2 separate regions of the Mus musculus genome follow, and region 2 is linked to region 1. Evidence: chromatin contacts called from public promoter capture Hi-C data. All regions are on one chromosome and are shown on one strand. Each heading gives the region's core, a stretch centred on a gene start, on an enhancer-like site or on the middle of the called end of the contact. The rest is flanking DNA. Distances are from core to core; before and after follow the strand shown. Region 1 holds the start of Tmcc2 (transmembrane and coiled-coil domains 2). Region 2 holds the start of Klhl12 (kelch-like 12).

Region 1 (6,242 bases), core at 997-3,496:
TTAGCCACACTCCAATATCCCTTGTTCCTTTCTTCAGAAAAGTTAAGTGACATGTCACATTTTGGTAGCCCTGAGTCACATCTGGTAGAGAGGTCTCTGTCCTGCAGTAAACATGTTGTGATGAGACAGACAGAGATAAACAGGCAAGTGCTCTGTGAGTCTCCCCGTGCTTGCATAAGCTTGGATCCACACTGCCTGGGCTATATAGAAGTGTGTGTGTGTGTGTGTGTGTGTGTGTGTGTGTGTGTGTAAGGGTCCTCAATTCTCAATTCCTCCTCAGGACGGCTCAGCGGTTAACATATTGTAGTCAAGTGCAGTGCTATCGCTCTATCTGCCCCTGTTCAAAATGAATGTCATCAAAAAAGATGACACAGGAGGGTACAGACAAGGAGCCTTGGGCAGCTTTATAGACACAGAAACTACAGCCCCCTTAGCACAGCCAGCAGAGGGAGGTCGAAAGGTCACCCCCTGTTCCTCTCGGCAGCATTAAAGGGACTTACCATCTCAGTTAAAACAAAAAACATGTCACTTGGGGGAGGGAGTGACACTTCTTGGAGCCTGAGGGAATCACAAGCTTTGTGAAGAAAGCCTAGGTGTTCAACTAGTCCATCATTACACATAAGGTGGGTGGAAAGAGGTCAGGTTTGCAAAACTTCCACAAAAATTTAAAAGTCCCACAAGGAGTGAGTGGGCTCTCTTCCCCAAGGGACAACACACACACACACACACACACACACACACATAAAGCACACATGCACTCACCTGGCTTCCTGACTTTGAGCTGCTCAGACCAAAGAAGGAATGTCATTAGCTTATTCTAGTGAGCTCCTCCGGGGCCCACAGCCATTTGGACAAGGCTTTAACCTAACGGGAGGCCTTTCTGCTCCCCTATCCCAGACCCTGCACCCTTTCCGGAGAAAATTTCCAAGGCATCAATCCCCAAGGCATTTAAGTTCCTTCCGGGAGCTGACATCTCTCTCAGCCCAGTTGTGAGCTGGCCTAAGGAGCCTGAGCTGGCAGTCCCGATGGTAACTCCAGCAAAGGCGCATTATTTATCCTGGCTGCTGCTGTAATTGATACAGAGATGTATTCAATACAGCTCGCCAATAGTCTGGAAGACCTCGGGCTGGAAAATAAACAGCTCCATGTGAACGGTCCTTTCCAATTCTGGTTCTAGCTGCCGGCTCAGCATGTGTGCAACTTGAACCGAGGCCCCAATCAGCCCAGGCTCTGCCCTGCCACCTGTCAGTTCTCCACCCTGGGGGTTGGTTCAGGAGGCAGAGAGGGATCTCCAAGCACTAGCTTAACCTCTGGCTCCACCTAACGGCAAGACATCTACACCCCCCTTTCATAGATGGACAAACTGAGCTTCGTTCAGGAAGATGCTCAAAAAAAAAAAAAAAAAAAAAAATCCGCACTCGGAGGAGGCTAATTGGCATAGGAAGGTAACGGTCACCTATTTAGCTTCCCAAGCTACAATCTTCTTCTCTAGCCTTCCTACAGAAGGGAGAGTACTGTGAACTTTCTAAGTTAGCATCTTAGATCTCGCCAGCCCTTTGTCTGCAAAATAGGGTTTCACACACGTTCTTCAAACAATCTCAGATGAGTGAGTCATTAGAACGTTTGCTGAATAATGAAGAACACAGAGGACTGAGATGGAGCTGATAGACAGGAACAAATGGTGCCTAGCTTCCCCCTCCGAACCTAGCCGAACATCATTCATCCTCTCTGACCTTTGCGAGCTTCCCCATCACTTTTATTCGGTTAAGACACTTCTGCGAGGGGTGGGGGAAGCTACGTGGCGGGCTGGGCTTGCCTGGAGACGGTCTGCGCTCACCTTTAAATCAGGAGGCTTGCTTCGGGGACCCGGGTTGGGTGCCACCGCAGCGCCAGCATCTGAAGTTGGCCCGCCAGCGGAGTTAGCACTCGAGGCCTCCCCATGCCGGAGGTCCGCGCCTGGCAGAAGGCAAGCAGCGTCTTCCATCCCAGCCCCATCCTCCTCGCCCTGCTGTTGCTGCAGCTCGTCCGATTTGCACCTCTTCATGGTGTAAGTGGGTCGGCAAGGGGAATCTGTCCTTCTAGCGTGCTATCTTGGGGAGAGACCGCACCCCCCTCTTGCACTCAAAAGACCTGGGGTTTAAATTATGGACGAGGGGAGTAGGCAGATCACGAGTTCTTGAATTTAAGAAATTATCTTTTTAAAGGAGGATGAGGGAGGGGCGAAGAGGGGGAGCCTTAGGATAGTTCATTCCGACCTGGGGAGCGGAGGCAGGTCGCGGGCGAAGCCGGGCTGCAGCGGTCCTTAGGCAGTCACTGGCGCGGGAGGGGGGCCGCTCCCGACCCCCAAACTTTCTGCCTCAGGGCCCCGCAGGGCGGCGGGGAGCTGGACCACACCGCGCATCCCCGCCCGCAGGCCGGACTGCTGGGCCAGGCAGGGCACGCGGGAGCCGGCCGGGCGGGTCCCATAGGGCCGCCCTGGGCACCCGGCCCCGCCGCCGCCCGCCGCCCGCCGCCGCCCCGCATGGGCCTGCCTCCTCCCGCCCCGCGCCCCGCTCCTCGTCAGCAGCCGCGCAAGGCTGCGGCCACAGCCCGCCGCGAGCGCGGCCTACCCCGCCCGGGCCTCCGCCCGCCAGCGCCAGGGCGAGGCGAGCGCAGATGGCGCCGCCCGCCAATGGGAAGGCCGGAGGGCTGCGCAACGGCGCGCGGACACCGCTGTAGGCTTGGTTGCACCGCGCGTCCCCCGGGAGGGTCTGGAGGGCTGAGGCTGTGTTGGAGCTCAGCTCTGTGCCGGCTTTGGAGCCACCTCTCCCAGGCTAGGCCTTCACGATCACCCCGCCCATTCGCTTTGTTGGGGGACACATTAAGTGTTTATCATCACTCCCCTAACTCTGCACCTTATATTATATGCATCCCTTCAGTTAGAGACAAGCTAGTCCCTTCTAGAATAGGTGGTTTGGGTCGCAAACCCATGCCTACCTTCATAGCTACAAAAGCAAAGGAGAGGGACTGTTCTGCTACATCCCCTCTTTCTCTGTTTTAAATACACATCTCATAAGAACGCAGGCTTTATGTTTAGAAACTCAGTGCCCAAATACATGCTCACCAGAAGCAGCTTTTTAAAAGGAATGGGTATTAATGGTAGGTATTAATGATATGTACTGAAGACTGGAAAAAGAATGTTACATTTGCCCCATACTATTGCTAAGCAGTTTGGAAGATGAGAGCAGATGGAGCTACCAAAAAATGGAGAGTAGTAGTATTCTACTCTATTAATTCCTATTCGTTCTGCAAACTGTATGCCTTCTTTGGCATGGATGGGTTGCCCTTATTCAGCATCCAGTAGTTCTTAAGGCATAGACTGGACCCTGCATCATCACCATCGTAGTCATCATCATCATCACCACCACCAGGGAACCAGACAGAAATACGAATTCCTGGATACAACTAAATCAGAAGTCATGGACCCAAAGATCCATGTTTCACAAGCCCGTCGGGTAATTCTCACACAAGGTAACATCTGAGAAACACAGGCCTGGGCTACTGTAAAAGGCTGCGCCTCCCCCTGTGAGTCACAGAGCTTTCTCTGAAGGATTTTACAGTTTGCCAGTCTCTTTCACACTCACCAAACCCTTCTTGCCTCACTTCGGTCCCACTAGTCTGTGAGTTTCCTAACTCTGTTAAGCCTTTCCCCCATTCCAGTCCCTTATTTTGATGTGTATCCTAAAAGAGACCAAGTTGTTAAGAATTTACTCTATTCAGGGAGCCACTTTCTAAACTAAGCTGCTCTGTTTTTAGAAGATGGGAATTTAGAATGGGCTGGGAATGCAAAAACACTCTACCTCCCCACCCCATATCCACTACACGGTATCAGGCACAGTTTGGGAATGCAAAGCTATAAGCCTTTTGGATTTTCAATGTTGAGGAATGGCAGAGTGCCAGAGCCAGAGCAGATCGTGGGCAGGGACTAGACAAGCTGGGGGGGGGGCGTGGAGAGCAGATTCCCTCGGTACATGGTACAAAGGAGAGAAACACACTGCTCTCTGCCTGGGCTGAGAGAGGAACGTGTAGAGGCCCCTAAAGCATGAGCAAGTCTTGGGTGGCAATGGGTTTGGAACACACAGTGGGCCCTTCTTGACTCCAAGCTAAAGAAGAGCAGAAGGGGTTCTTCGAGAATCCTTCAAGAATGGGGCTGGAGATATGGCTCAGCAGTTAAGAGCACTGGGCTCTCCTCCAGAGGTCCTGGGTTCGAAATAGCAGTGCCCAAATAGCAGCTAACAACTTCCGTCCCAGGGAACCTAACATTTTCTCTGACCACTTCTTCCAGGCTGCCTGAGCATTAAACATCAGGCACACACGTGGTGCATAGTCATACATGTGGGCAAAGCACTTGTACATATGAAAATACAGTAAATAAATTCATAACAGAAAATTAAATAACCCCTAGGAAGCAGAAAACATCATAATTTTTACTTATGCTTCATTTCTATAACAAATCGATGATCATCCAAGTTTGATTTTGAGGCAGTGCTTCACTATGAATAGCTCAGGGTAGCCTCTAAATTGTAATCTCCCTGAATCAGCCTCTGAGGGTTGAAATTAGAAGCATCTGGCTTAGGTTTGATTTTTAAAATAGTATTATGTATTTATTATGTCTGTGTTAGCCAGGGTTCTCAAGAGTCATAGAACTTGTGGAATGTTCTTAAGGGAATGTAGTGGAATGACTTACAGTCTACAATCCAACTAACCCAACAATGGTCAGCGGTGAATAGGAAGTCCAAGAATCTGGTAGTTGCTCAGTCCCAGGAGGATGGTTGCTTCAGCTTGTCTTCTGTATAAGCTGGAATCCTGAAGAAGTAGGCTCCAGCAGATGTGCTGGCAAGTAAGTGCAAGCAGATGATGAAGAGTGAGTCTTCTGTCTTCCAACCTTATGGAGCCTTCAGGAGGAGGAATGGTGTGCCACCACGCCTGGATTTGGAATTTGCTCTGTCTCAGGCTGGCCTTGAACTCAGAGACCTGCTTTCCTCAGTCTTCTGGGATTAAAGGCTTGTACCACATTGCATGAACCTAAGCTTTTCATGGCCACTATGCCTCAAGATCTGAATCAAAGGTGTGTGTCATCCCATGTTGAGATCTGGGTCAGAAATTTTTGTCTTCCAGCCTCAAGATCTGGATCACAGGTGTGCCCTCCAGCTCTGGGTTATAGTTCATTCCGGATGTAGTTAAGTTGACAGCCAGGAATAGCCATAACAATGTCCAAGGTGTGAAATACATCAACAGGAAGTCTTTGGTGTGTTTCATAAAAATCCTCTTTGTTTTCCTTCTTTTCAGGGTGAGCTACTGGGACTTGAACCCAGAGATTCACACATATTAAGCATATGTTCTACCACTAAACTACACCTCCATCCCTAATCCGTGTCCAAGTTTCTTAGTTATTTGGAAATTGGGGTAATGGCTATCTACCTCTTAGAGTGTTGAGTAATATATATAAAGTATCTAGACACTGCGTGGCACAAGGTTTCAGGCTATGACCTCTATCATAGATGTCATCCATAGAATTCAAATAGATCTCAACCATTTCTGAAAGGGACGTACAATCAGTCAATCAATCAATCAATCAATCAATCAATCTACTTCAAAGGAAGTTTAGGAGTGACATCATTGAAGAGACCTAAATGACCCGTAGCAGCTGGGTTGAAGCAAGTGACAGATTTTCATTAGCCATACAACACAAGCAACCTGAGATCCATACAACTTGGAAGCATTTTGCTGATTGAAATTCTGCTTTAAAGGATTGGATTGATGGTCTTCCTATTGTTCTCTGTTGCTTTGAGAAAACACAAGCGCAAATTATATATTTATACTTAAGGTAGGACAAACCTTTGCAGACTTACAAAGCAAGAGGCTATGTTTGGTATATAGGAGTAGAATATCTCATTTTGTTTTGGTACATCTATTTATTATAACTAAGTATGGTATAGTGGGAAGCCTGTTAGTCATGTCAAATGTATTATAATTTTACTTATTCACTTTACACCCCACTCATTGCCCCCTCCTGGTTACCCCTGCCCACAATTCTTCCCTTGGTCCCTCCCTTTTTCCTCTGAGCATGTGGGGACCCCCTGGATATTCCCCAACCCTGGCCCATCAAGTCTCTGTGAGGCTAGGTGCATCCTCTCCTGAGGCCAGACACAGCAGCCCAACTAGAAAAACATACCCCATGTATAGGCAACAACTTTTGGGAC
Region 2 (6,137 bases), core at 552-3,051, 2.1 Mb after region 1:
TACAACTGGGTCTGGCTGGTCTGTTGCTCATTAAATAGGTCCAGGTTTGCCTCAAATCGCATCCTTCTGCTTCTTGAATGCTGGAAATACAAACCTTAGTTAGTATGCCTGGCCACAAAACTGTTTTTACATATTGTATCTTTCCACTTGGATCTGGTTGTTATCCAATACATCTATGTAGCAACTTTCTCCAAGTTTTCCTTGATACTTTTCTGTCTGCCTTCCTGTCTGTGCCTCCTCGCTGTCCTATTTTCTCCTTCCTTCCCTCATCTCACCCCTGGAATGCACACAACCTCCTCTTTAGGCCATTTTTCTCTCTTATGGCTCCAAGAATATCCATACGTGTGCAAGTACACTTTAACCTTTCTTGGTTTCAAACCACACTAATTCATATTTACTTGCTTAAAAGATGTACTCATATACATAAAATAAATAAAATCTTAAAAACAAAAACAAAGAAACTCTCAACCCTCTGACCTTCACCTGTCTTGGGCCTTTCACATGCCAGCCACATTTTCAGCTTTAGTTGTTATTGTTTTCTCCCCTTGAATTTGTTCTCTCCTGCTTTAGTCTCCCAAGTGTGGGTATGCACGTGTAATGTCTAGCTCTCACAGAAATTCTTAAAGAATTTGTGTGTTTTTCTGCTCATCAGGAAAGCATTTGCCTAGATGAAAGAAAAAGGGCAAAGATGTTACTAGGGGAAATGCATATATAAAAGCAGAAGTAGCCAGAGAAGACCAGGAGAACCAGTAGATATGTTTTGTAATTTTAAGATTTTATGTGCATAAATGGTTTGCCTACATGTATACATGAGCACCATGTATGTGCCTGGTGCCCAAGATCGTTAGCTTCTGTTCTAGCTACCTTAAGTTCATCTGCTGTAGTAGTTCTGGGTCCAGATTTGGTGGGGAAGCATTCCTGCCCTGAAGTCTGATGACTACACTACAAAACCTAGACAAAATAGATCTACATTGATCATTTTAACAACTATTTCCAGAGTGCCCTCAACATTTTCTATCAATTCTGCACTCTGTCCACCATATTTAAATGTCAGGAACAGTTTGGGATCAAGAAGCTATGACACGAAGAAAACACTATGTAAAACGAAGACGCTGCCCTCTTGACTACACTTTACTATCCCTAAGAACCAAACGCCGTGCAAAGGAAAACTGGATAATCCAATTAGTCATTCATCTATACTGGAACAAGAAACATCTTTCCCTTCTCAGCCAAAGGCAAAAAGTCAAAATCAACGAAAAGCAAACGTCCTAAGAACCGCAGCACTAATGAACGACCATGGTGAGTCAGAGGAGAGGAGATGGCTGTGGCGTCTTCTTTGAGAAGGGTCTTTGCAGTTTCCCCTACTGCGACCCATTTCTGGTGGCTCAGTCAATCCACAAGTTCCTTTTCCTTGGAGTGAAGGAAGCAATCGCCTCATGGTGACAGGCACATTTAGGACCCTGTGGTTATCCGGGATGGGAAAGTCCTCCCTATGGTGAAGCGGAGCCTGATTCTTCAGAAACCGACCTAGAGAACTCTGAAACCCCGTGGGTCTCCCGAGTGTGGCAGGAACGCAGCCTAGCGCCTGCCATACCGCGTGGGGACCGCCAGTCTTGGGTCCTTCTGGCCTCCAGCGCACTGTCACACGCGGCACTCCCCACCCACCCGTCTACCCACTCTCAGGTCTCTTTTTCTGAGCTCTCAGGTAAGCAGGACTTCTTGGCTCGGCCTCCTAAGGTGACGTAACCCAGGAGAGGCCCGCCCCTCCCGTGGCGTGACGTCATCATGCCGCGCGGTCGCCGTACTCCGAGACTGGAGTTTACCACGGAGACTGCTCCGCAGCGGCTGGTCCGGGCGGCAGCGGCGGCGCTCCGGCTGCTCAGCCGCCTGGGAGCCCGGCGCCTAGCACCTCGGCTCGGACGGCCCAGGAGCCCTGGTGAGTGAGCGCGGCCCTGACACACGGCCTTTCCCTCTGCCCTCAGCCGGGGGCGCGGCCTTCCCCCAACCCGGGTACCCCCCCCAGCCCGGGTCGGTAGGAGATGAGCTGGGGCGCTGCAGGCATAGCGCTGCCTTCTCGGCTTCTCCGGAGCAGCTGCCGCCTGCCCCGGGAGAAGGTTTAACCTGGGAGGAAAGAATTCAGCTGAGAAACAGTAAGGGGACGTTTATTTAGTAAAGCTACACACTCCAAAGATTGGAGTGGGCTTCCTCCGAAGGTAGGCAGTAGCGCATTGGGGTTTTAAAGAAGTTTCTTAAGAATATTAGTGAGGTGTAAGGTATATTCATGCATGAAGGTAAGATAATTCCCTTTCCCTCCCAAATTATAGTGGTCTTCACCTCCTCTTGTAAGGCATTTATCCCCAGCAATCTTGAAAAAAAAAAAAAAAAGCAAGGTATGGGGTGGGAGATTTGGAAACTCCAACACATTGTAATGAAGCCAGTGCCTTTTGAGAATGCAGACCCTTTAACGCGGTTTTGGCAATTTGTTAAGTATCGTTTGCCTTGGTGGAACATCCCAAATACAGTTTTACAGATTTTGACCATGGGAACCTTAGTGTAGTCCCTGCTTAACCGGGAGACACAGCTACCAAGATACTGTTGCAGCTTCCATGATTACCGCATATCTAACTCCTTGCCTACCTAGGTCTCCCTAATACTTGATGGTAAGCTTGGTGTTCTTAGGGGAGAACTCCTTTCTCTCTCTCTCTCTCTCTCTCTCTCTCTCTCTCTCTCTCTCTCTCTCTCTCTCTCTCTCATTGCCTTTTTTCTTCCTTCTAGAATGATTTAGAATGGAACCCCTCTATTTACATATTAGCTGTTCTAGAATGTGTAGTTTTTGAATGGTGAATATATGGTCAGGCTTTGTGCTAGGAGGAAAGTTGCAGCCCTGAGGTTACTGTCATTTATGAAACAAATCTTAAAGTTTAATCACAGGCTGGGCCTTGTGCTAGAACACTAGGAAATCTTCATAATCTTCAGCTCCTGAGAATTCAGCAAATCCCCAGTTTCTTGCATCTCATAGTTTGAAACTATGTTAGCTTAAGCAAACCTTTTAAAAACAAAAAGCATTTACTTTAGCAAGTTGTCTCAGTTTTTGGTTAAATACATGTTGCAGAGTTTGGGGGGGGGGGGGAGTGTCCAGAGTCCTTTTGAAGGAGCTACTGAACAAAAGATGACAATGTAGAATCTCAGTTTTAATCTTAGGAAATTAGGATTGTAGACTTTAGATGAATAGTTTCTTTTTTCTTTGGTTCATTTTAGAAAGTTTTGCATCCTCAAAGGACAGTTTTCATAAGCACCTTCATTGCATCCCCTAGAAAGTGTTCTGAGGAGGAAAATCCCAGGGAGAATCTGAGGCAGGTGGATCTCTGTGAGTTCAAGGCCAGCCCAGTCTACAGAGTAAGATTCAGGATAGCTGGGGCTACCCAGAGAAACCTTGTCTCAAAAAAAAAAAACAAAAACAAAAACAAAACAAAACATAGATACCAAAATCTGAGTGTGCTGGTCTTCTTTGTTTACTTTGTTTCTTTGAAACAAAAGTCTCTTTATGGAGCCCTGGCTGGCCTGGAGCTCATTATGTAGACCAGGGTGAGCTCCAACTTGCAGAAATCTACCTTTGTCTCCTGAATGCTTGGCTTGCATATACCACCACACCTGGCTCTGAAGTCATGTAGAGTTAAATGCATAGTATTTGCATATACCACTTACATACCCTATCAAGACAAGTTCTGGATTACTTATCACATCTAAAACAGTACAGTTATTTACTGTATTTGTGTTGGCTAGTTTTATATCTGTGACAAAAGCTATGGTCATCTGAGAGGAGAGAGCCTTGATTAAGATAATGCCTGCAGAAGATTGGGCTGCAAGCAGTTAAGCTGGTAGGGCATTTTTTAAATTAGTGATTGGTCGGGAGGGGCTTCTCTCACTGTGCCATTCATGGACTGCAGGCCTCTGTAAGAAAGTAGACTGAGCTAGCTGATTGGTGGTGATGCACACCTTTAGCCCCAGCTCTTGGAAGGCAAAGGGAATCAGATCTCTGTTCCAAGCCAGCCTGGTCTACAGAGTAAGTTCCAGGACAGCCAGGACTACACAGAGAAACCCTGTCTCAAAAAGAAAAAAACCAAAATCAAAACAAAGAAAAGAAAGTAGAAAGGAAGGAAGGAAGAAAAGAAAGAAAAGGAAATTGAGCAAGAGAGAGAGAGAAGGAAATTGAGCAAGCCATGAGGAGCAAGTCAGTAAGCTACCCTGACCCTGTAGCATCATCCCTACCTTATCTCCTGGAATATTAGTTCCCATCTCTGTTCCAGTCACTAGACTGTGACTCAGGATATGTAAGACAAATAACCCTTTCCTCCCAGGTTGCTTTTTGGTCACGATGTTTTATCACAGCGTAATAACGCTAAGATAGTATTCACTAGGAAAAATGATAAAAATCTGCACATGTTCAAAATCAGTTCTTTAGTTTTTAATATTTTGCTCTTTACTGGGTTGAATCCAAAGATATAGAATGTTAAGTTTGGAGAAAGAAGAGGTAACCTTTACTGGGGTCGGTGTTGGCCAGATTGTGGTGGTGCCAGGGTCAAAAGTGCTCTGTATTTGTGGAAGTTGTGGTTAAGGAACCCTTTTAGTTCCTGAATTTGTAGAACTAATTGTGTGTTTGGTTTCCCACTTCTTCATTATGATCTTTTTCCCTTGTAGCCACATTGTCCAAGGACTCCTTTGTTCTTTCTCCTTAGTGCTTGATGGGCGGCATTATGGCCCCTAAAGACATAATGACAAACACTCACGCTAAGTCCATCCTCAACTCCATGAACTCCCTCAGGAAGAGCAACACCCTCTGTGATGTGACCTTGAGAGTGGAGCAGAAAGACTTCCCTGCGCATCGGATTGTGCTGGCCGCCTGCAGTGATTATTTCTGTGCCATGTTCACTAGTGAGGTAAATGCAAGTCACTGCTACCTAAGTGAAATTCGCATTGTAACCTTGCAGTCCTCTTATTTCAAGGGACAAAATAGCATGTGTTGGTGATTCAGCTATGGCATTTGTCAGCCAATTGGTCACCATGGTTAATCTTGCTGTCACTGTCACGTGTGTCTTCTGAAGGGGCTGCTCAATCAATGGGGATTTTTTTCCAACACACAGTCAAAAGTCAAAAGTATTGGGGGGGGGCGTGTCTTCCCTGTTAGAACTTCCAAACAAATGCTTAGTAAATAAAATAGAAATTTGAAACCAGATATAGTTGCTCACATTTAACAGTCCTGACAGTGGGAAGATCACCATAAATTTGAGGCCAGTCTGGGCTACAGAATAACACCCACCTGAAACCACTCAACAAGGAAGGAAAAAAAAAAAAAGTCTGGTAAACCAGTGAATCTGTATAATGTGGTAGTCAAATAGGTAAGCTCTGAATAAGACATGTGATGGCTTTCTCCTTCAGATCATCAATAATTGCTGGGCGGTGGTGGCGCACGCCTTTAATCCCAGCACTTGGGAGGCAGAGGCAGTCGGATTTCTGAGTTCGAGGCCAGCCTCGTCTACAAAGTGAGTTCCAGGACAGCCAGGGCTACACAGAGAAACCCTGTCTCGAAAACAGAAACAAAAACAAAAAAGAATTTTGGGGACTGGAGAAATGGCTCAGAGGTTAAGAGCACTGACTGCTCTTTCAAAGGTCCTGAGTTCAATTCCCAGCAACCACATGATGGCTCACAACCATCTGTAATGGGATCTGATGCCCTCTTCTGGTGTGTCTGAAGCAACAGGGTACTTATATACATAAAATAAATAAATATATCTTTAAAAAAATCATCAATAATTATAGAAAATGAGTATGCTACTGATACAGATTTCAGGGTGACTTCCAATGAGGGGAGAGGGGATTTAATGAATGGCTGTGTGGTGTTAACTTAGCCTGGTGAGATAGCACGTGGCTGTAATGCCAGCAGTGGGGAAGTGGAGTTCAAGGCTGGCCTCCTGGTGAGACCCTGTCTCACCCAAACAAGGGTAGGGGATGTAGCTCAGTTGGTCTGATGATTACCTAATATACACAAAGCCACGAGATTAAGACCATCCTTGCCTACATACAGAGTTTTAGGCTATTTGGAACTATATGAGATGTTTTCTCCAAAACCAAAATTACTT

The links. Promoter capture Hi-C pulls out the DNA fragments that hold promoters and counts their contacts.
Region 2: a contact with region 1 is called in a promoter capture Hi-C map of erythroid cells, with 3 times the contacts expected there. The contact joins the promoter of Klhl12 here to the promoter of Tmcc2 in region 1. A contact is called at or near these places in 2 of 39 promoter capture datasets (erythroid cells and liver).

The regions. Positions count from the first base shown.
Region 1 is chr1:132,389,140-132,395,381 of GRCm38.p6, forward strand. Tmcc2 (transmembrane and coiled-coil domains 2) reads right to left here and starts at 2,247. Exons shown (of 5, transcript NM_178874.3): 1 at 1,838-2,247. The coding sequence starts at 2,044.
Region 2 is chr1:134,453,730-134,459,866 of GRCm38.p6, forward strand. Klhl12 (kelch-like 12) reads left to right here and starts at 1,802. Exons shown (of 12, transcript NM_001311136.1): 1 at 1,802-1,936; 2 at 4,737-4,937. The coding sequence starts at 4,743.